Regions from separate parts of the Zea mays genome. Here region 2 is linked to region 1. Evidence: chromatin contacts called from public Hi-C data. All regions are on one chromosome and are shown on one strand. Each heading gives the region's core, a stretch centred on a gene start, on an enhancer-like site or on the middle of the called end of the contact. The rest is flanking DNA. Distances are from core to core; before and after follow the strand shown.

The links. A called contact is a pair of places that touch in the nucleus more often than the background predicts.
Region 2: a contact with region 1 is called in a Hi-C map of ear, with 2.2 times the contacts expected there. The contact joins the promoter of LOC100502250 here to the promoter of LOC103627858 in region 1. A contact is called at or near these places in 2 of 25 Hi-C or Micro-C datasets (ear and tassel).

What each region holds. Positions count from the first base shown.
Region 1 is chr5:222,121,987-222,125,759 of Zm-B73-REFERENCE-NAM-5.0, forward strand. LOC103627858 reads left to right here and starts at 1,802. Exons shown (of 2, transcript XM_008648170.4): 1 at 1,802-2,786. The coding sequence starts at 2,194. It overlaps LOC100274010, which reads right to left and starts at 2,348. Exons shown (of 6, transcript NM_001148395.2): 1 at 1,646-2,348; 2 at 1,058-1,210; 3 at 463-876; 4 at 288-364. The coding sequence starts at 1,784.
Region 2 is chr5:222,920,737-222,924,509 of Zm-B73-REFERENCE-NAM-5.0, forward strand. LOC100502250 reads right to left here and starts at 2,164. Exons shown (of 17, transcript NM_001363238.1): 1 at 1,685-2,164; 2 at 1,384-1,593; 3 at 1,123-1,289; 4 at 846-1,023; 5 at 711-763; 6 at 282-425; 7 at 31-135. The coding sequence starts at 2,081.

The sequences.
Region 1 (3,773 bases), core at 552-3,051:
TTGCAGGGATATGCTTGCTGAGTCCTTTTCAGCTTCACAATGTATGCAATATTAAGTCTAAACCAAATGTTACACGATAAACTGAAAATACAGCTATGGAACAGTCTATGTGTCCTTTCTTCCACATTTATAAGACTGGTCAGCAACAACCAAAGAATTTTAATAAATATATGCACTTGTCATGCACTCCCACTGTATAGTATTCCTAAAACAGATATGTCTTGCTTAATGAGGGTGGTGAGGCGGCTAAACAGAACAAAGTGGGGTTAAGTCCATAGATGCCTTGCCTGCAGGTGACTTGCAACATTTTCCCTGGTGAGTCTCTCAACATTCATGAGCTCAAGTATCCTTTTTGGCACGGCTTCTGCGTCAACAGAAAAGATTAGGTTGTGAATGAACCGTGGCAAATAACTTAACAGCAGCAAAGCTGAAAAAAAAACAGCAGGTGGCAGTGGGACTCACTGTCAATTCCTAGCTGATTGACAGCAGCAACAAATTTTCGGTGCAGTTCAACTGACCAAACAACCCTTGGTTTCTTTGGAGCTGAAGGATCATCGTTATCTTGGCCATTACTCTCTTCTCCTTCATCTTCCTCTTCACTATGATATTCCTTCCTCTTTTTGCTGGGCCTCCCACTTTGGTCAGGTGGCCCAGCTGTAATTTGGCTGTGAGCAAGATCAAAATCTGCATTTGATGGCCTATTGCACTCCTCATAGCCATCATTGTTAGCACGATCACAGTTACTGAATTTCCTCCTAACAACATGCTGCCAGATATTCCTAAGCTCTTCCAGCCGAACCGGTTTTAAGAGATAGTCACAGGCACCATGAGTTATCCCCTTCATTACAGTTTTTGTCTCTCCATTCACCGATAACACTGCATGTATAATGACATGTTAGCATTCTAAGTTTTGCCTTCCTCAAATACAGGCTTAAGATTTGCTGTATGCCATGGTTACTTTGAAGATGGTATAAGAATATCATTAAATAAAAGCTGCATACTACTATCAACAACAGTGAGAGTCGGCCACCAGTAAGATATAGCAATTTTGACTTACTAATGACAGGGAGGTCCATTTCAAGCCCCACAAGCTCTAGAAGCTTAAAGCCATCCATGTCTGGCATGTGAACATCACTAATAACAAGATCAAACAGGTCCCTGTTTTGCCTCAGCATACTCAAGGCGACAACAGCCTGATTCGTCGTTGTCACTGCAAATATGAAAAGTCTTACAGGTGAGTAGCTATAGCAAAAGCCAGAACAAGCATCTTGTACATACTGCATGTGAAAGTACCCAAATTGTAGTACACCCACCCAAAAAAATGCAGCATACATAATATAAAAAGTGTAGTGAGGTTACCAATTCAGTGCTTAACTATTTTGATCATTCGATGTAAACAAATCTGTAGCTGCGGGAAGAATCTATACATGATAAGTACATATGTAATATATAACTGTAACAACTAGTGTTACGCAATTGCACAACAGCATCTTTATTTTTTAGCGTCTACTCTGGAAGCAGATAATTTGGCAAAATCCAGGAAAAGAGAAATCTAACAACGCAGCGCTGAACTAGAAATATATATACTAGCAGTCTCCAGGCCGCAGAAATAAAAATGATAGCCCTGTGGCGCAGAAATCCTTACCATGATACTGGCAGCGGCGCAGGAGGTTCTCAAGCACCTTGAGGCACACGGGGTCGTCGTCCACGGCGAGGACCCTCATGCCGACGGGGAACTGGTCCCTGACTCTCCCCACGGCAGCATCTCTCTCCTCCGGCCTCATCGAAACGGGACGGGAGACCCACCCTCCCAATAATATCGACCCGAAACACGGCAAGAAAAGCCGGCGCAAGAACACACTACTGTTGGTGTTCCTAGCAGAGCAGCAGTAGCTGAGCCGAGAAAGCAAAGCGAACAGGAAAAACTCGTGGTTGGCACGCACCAGTCGTCCAGTCCTATCAAGAAATTGGGTTCCCGGCTAGCAGTAGCGGCACCACCAGCCGGCACTACCCCAAACAAGGAGCGAGATGTGGACAGGGAGGAAGATGGGTTGAAGCCTGAAGGCCTCCCGATCCCCAGCAAGGAAAAGGGATCGGGGGAGGGGAAGGGAAGCAGAACCAACCTACTACTGCCCAAGCTCAACTGTAGCTGAAAAGAGGAAAGGGAGGGTGGCGACTGGCGAGCCGGCCGGGATGATGGAGAGGAGAGGAGAGGAAAGCGAACGGCTGGTGGATTTGGACGAGGGAGCGGCGAGGGTGGGGGATGCAGCACAGCCACAGCGGCAGGTTCACGACCAAACCCACCACCACGCCATCATTATTGGAGCAAAGATGTGGGAAAGCAAAAGGAGGAAGGATAGGGAGTTGGACGGGATGGAGAGGGCAGGCCAGAACAAAAGAGATGGGCAGGGAAAGCAAGCAAAGGAGCTGGAAAGCAGGCAGAGATGGCGACTGTTACAGATGAACCAAGCCACCTCTGTCTCCCTCTCTGACTCTTCCCTCTTTCCCACCTCTTCTACACAAGCAAGCTCAGCAGTCACTACAGTCCACGCCAAGCTCGGCTCCCCTCCCCTCCCCTCCGCTCCGCCTCTTCCACAGCGCCACTGCTGCTCAGCATGGATTGACGAGAGGTCTGTAGCTTTTGGTTCCTGTGGCACGGGCGGTGCGGTGGCGAGCATCCTCCCATGGCTGGCAGCCATGGATGGTAGATATACGTGGGTCAAAATGGCGGTGGTGGCGGCGGCGGGAAAAGCGAGTGGACCCCGCCCATGTCCAAGCAACCACTGGTAACTACAGCGTGCGTGATCCTCTCCGCCGTGCAATGCAACCAAGCCATTCGAGACCACTGCTACCTCCTGTGAAACTGTCAAAGCCCTCTCTCTATCTCTCCGTAAATTTGTACTGCTACTCCGCGGTGTATTCTTTTTGTTTTATCTGAATCTCTTAATACTACGCCCGTCCAGAACAGAATACGATATGATTCCGATTCTAATCTTGTCAAACTAACTAAACTTTGAACAAATTTTATTAAAAAGTGTCAATAAATACGGGTGTTTGGATCACACAATTAAAGTTTAGTACTTGTCATATCGAATGTTTGAGCGATAATTACGAACATTAAATATAATTCTATTATAAAATTAATTACACAGTAAAAACTAAAATTAGAATACGAGACAAATTTATTAAATATAATTAAGCTTATATTTATTACTTATGATTGGTATCCAAACATTTAACTAACATGACATAACTTTAGTAAGGAAAACCAAACACCCGCTAAATAGATATGCTAGGAAAATATATTGTACTTAGGGATGGTAATAGACTCTAAATTTTACACTAGAATATTTAAGAATCGGATCGGATTCTATTTCTATTTATTTTTAAACTAAAATCTTTTTAGGACCCTAAAATTTATGAAGAAACATTTAGATCGTGATCCATTACCACCTCTAATTGTATTTCAGGATGCAGAGATCAACAAATATGGTTGATTTGGTGACCACAAAATTGGAGGGGGAAATAGAAAGGGGGGTTCCTCTAGTTTTCTAGTCACCAAACCAGCTCCTTAGGGCTAGTTTAATAACTTCATTTTCTCGGGGGTTCACGTTTTCCCAATAAAATGAACTATTTTTTTTTCTGGTAAAATAGAAATCTCTTGATAATAGGATTGACAAACTAGTCTTTATTGGGGAAAAATATGTGTCGGTAATGAATGAGATTATTGGGTCGTTCGTTTCGAATTAAAGACGGTTGCTTAGAATGTTTCA
Region 2 (3,773 bases), core at 914-3,413, 800 kb after region 1:
AGTTTATATGTTAGATGAAAATATGCATACCCCAAGGCGTAGAATATAGATGTCTCTCAGTACAGAAGGTAGAAGGTCTGGCCGCTGAACCTTTATTGCAACAAGAGAACCATCAACTGTGCGCCCCTGGTAGACCTGAAGTAAAAAAGACAAGACTTCCTTGAGCACAATAGTACATACTGAGAATAATGATACAGAAAATTGAATAAGACTACATCAGAAATTCCAAATAACTTGTCCTAGCATAGCACAGGCAGGAAAGAGGCACATGAGGATATTACCTGTCCAAAGGAAGCAGATGCTACAGGCTCATCTGAAACATAACTGAACATATGCGACACAGGGCACCCAAATTCTCCCTCAATGATCTTCATTGCATCCTCTCTTGGGAAAGTAGGAACCCTTTCATGCAACTCAGCAAGGGCCTAAAATTGAGTAGCATTGAACTAATAAATTTCTACTAAAAGAATGTAAATACCACTTAACTATAAAGCAAATGCTAATGAGACAACGGTAAGGGTGGTAATGAGCTCTAAATTTTACATTATAAAATTTAAGGATCGGATTGGATTAGGATCATGCTCTATTTTTATTCACTTTTGGGCTAAAATTATTGAAGGGCTCAAACAAATTATGAAAAAACATTTGGATCGCGATCCATTACCACCCCTAGGCAACGGAGATGCAGAACATGGAGAAATTTACCTAACCTCACAAATCTCTGAACCTATGATATCAGGTCTTGTAGAAAGTGATTGTCCAACTGCATACATAGAAAACACAGATGTCATGAGGCAATCCGCCACCTTGCCTTGATGCTGTCTTGCCAAGCATGACTACCCAACCTTTAATAAAAGTAGGCCCAAGGTTAAGAAATGTCTCCTTGAGAAGTTGGCCGACCATATATTGAGTATCATCAAACCCGTTGCCGCTGTTACCACTACTATAGGTAGCATCTGTGGTTAACTGAGCTCTTTTTGAAATCCGCATCTTCACCACAGCTGAGAGAAATGTGAAGAGTATCTGCAGAGCAAAGGTTGACAGCAAATGGACCAATTAGATAGAATAGCTGGAAGAGAGTGTAGGTTAGTACTAAAAGCAAAGGAAGAGCTCATAGTTAACCTGAATGACGCGAGAGGCAAGGATATGCGGACGTGAGGCGAAGTACTGGGCAAGGAGGTCAGGATCATAATGCTGGGGGAGCGGCGTAGTCAGGATGGCCGAATAGTAGTTGATGTACAGTTTCAGGGCTTCAAGGTCAGCCATCATCAACTCCATACAGGATAATCCTACCATAACAAGATAACATTACCAATAATGTGACTGACGTAGATTAATTTATTCCAAATCTAGAGCTCGTGCTGCATCGTGCTAGCTACAAACCTGGTGGGTAGGAGGGCGGAGGGAAGGCTGGGGCCTGAAGTATATGTTGCTGCTCTTTCTGCTGCTCCTGGGGTTTGGGTTTAGGTTGCTGTTCAGACTTTCCCTTGCTATTGCTACCGAGGAATCGGCGCGCGAGAGAGTGCCGCGCGCTACCGGCGTACACCTTGAGGGCCTGGAAGTCGGCCGCCATTAGCTCCACGCACGACAACCCTACCAAAACCCGGATAAATGTGGCCATCAGCAAGAGGATGCGCGCGCAATGGGGTCGAATTGAGATGCGCTGTCGTAGCAGGTGAGGAACCTGACGGGTACGAGGGGGGCGGGAAGGCCGGGGGCGACTCGTCCACCACTACCACCTCCTCCTCTTCCTGCTGCTGCCGGAAAGGCTTGTGCTTAGGTCTCGGCTGCTGCTGCTTCCGCTGCTTCTTCTCAAGGAAGCGGAGCCAGAAGACGTCGCGGAGCGGGGCGCCGACGGCGGCCTGGACGAATTCGCCGTCGCGGCGGAGCACACCTAGCACCTGGTCCAGCGCGACGCCGCCGCCGCCCGCGCCTCCTCGCGCCCCGCTCCCGCCCGACTGGCGCGGTGAGATGGGCTTGTTCCCGCCCCACCAAGGCCGCTGCGGCGCCACCCTGTCCTTGTTCCCGCCGCCGCTCACGGCGCGGACGTGCAGCGCGGGCGGCCGCACCAGCGTCGCCATCGCGTCGAGCTTTTAGGAGAAGCCGAGGACAGCGAGTGGTGACTAGGAGCGTCTGAGGTGGTGGCGGTGGATGGGCTGAACTGGTGCTGGTGGTCGAGACGGGACAGCCGGGCAGGGCGTCGGGGAGTCCACTGTTGGCTGCTGCTACGCTGCGCACGTCATCGGGTCACCTCGCCGTCGCGTCCGCGTCCAGCAGTCCACCAACGGCAGGCCGACAATTCGCGAATCGCTTGGGGATAACCGCTTCGCCCTGAAAGGCCCAGTGGATTGATTGGGCCGATACGGCCTCTCCGCTGCCTTGTGGAGCCCATCAGCAAGGAGATATCGAATGGGCCTGCTCCTTGCCGTCAGTGATGGGATACGAAAACGGACCGAGCAGAAAATCAGATCGACGCGTCTGTCTGACTCTGACAGAACGCGAAACAGCTCCGTTGCAGGGAAGATTACAGTCAGCAAAAGGTACGTCCGTATGTATCGTAGCATCGTAAAGAAGACATACGAATCAACATGCTGACAGTCTTGCCAATAGCGTTTTTTTTTTGAGTTAGGACTTTCTCTTTACACGCATCAACTCTCTGTCTCTCTTGCGTAGCAGGACATGCTTTCAAGGGTAGAAAAGAATTAGGCCAAGATGCTACACATCAGTTCCTGCTCTAGAAGCATCAGATCCATACAACTCGATATAAAAGTCTATAGCATCTCGATATTACAATATACAATAATTGATATAAGTGTCTTTCTACACAATTCAGTTGTGGCAAAATACCATTATTTAAGGCTAATAGTATTAAAAAATAATACCAAAATCAACACTTGAGTGCACAAAAAGTCAAACAAACTATTCAGAATCAATACCGTATGATTAAATCTTTGTAACGCAATAAGACAATTAGACAACAGCATCGACTACGGGAGCGAACAGTCCTCGGACGGCGGTTGAATAAACAGCATGAGCCATCTGAACATTGTTCAAAACTTCAGATCAACCAACCATACAGACTTTTTTTTCAGTCGCCAAATTGAAAAGGGCCTTCTACTGTTTGACTGCACGCATTGTTAAGCGTGTTAACTCTACGGCGACGAACGGATGAGATGCTGTCCTAGCATTATTTGAGCCTTGGAGGCTCTCGGAGGGAACACAACTATTCGAATGTTATTGAGATGATTATACACTATTCTTCTAGGCCCAATTGGGTTTAGGTTTTGAACGCTGTTGCTGCAGCTATGGTGGGATACCTCTCACAAAACTACCATAGAAAAACAGCTGCTACTGCTAGCTTCACAGACTGCCGAACAGGGAATAATTTTGTAAAGAGGGTCAGTATATATAAAGAGGGTCAGTATTGGTCCGGTAATAACTAGGTAAAATTTCTATGTAGTATATAGTGCCTGATTATCAGGGAATATATAATTTTGTAGATACAGATACCTTTTTTTTGTTAGAAACCAATGAAATGATTTATACTGCAATTTTGAACAAGTGGGCCATTTCTTAATAACTACACAAAGTGTGAGGAAACCTTGACCTATCTACAGCTTCCAAAAGAAAATACAGTACACAACAAATTCAGGGCAGTTAGCATATATAGTTCATTTCAAAGTTATCTCAACAGGTTCTTGAGAATGGTGAACTGATTCTCTCAAGGAAATGCCGACCTGAATTTGAATTTCTCTTCTCTAGAATTGGAAGTA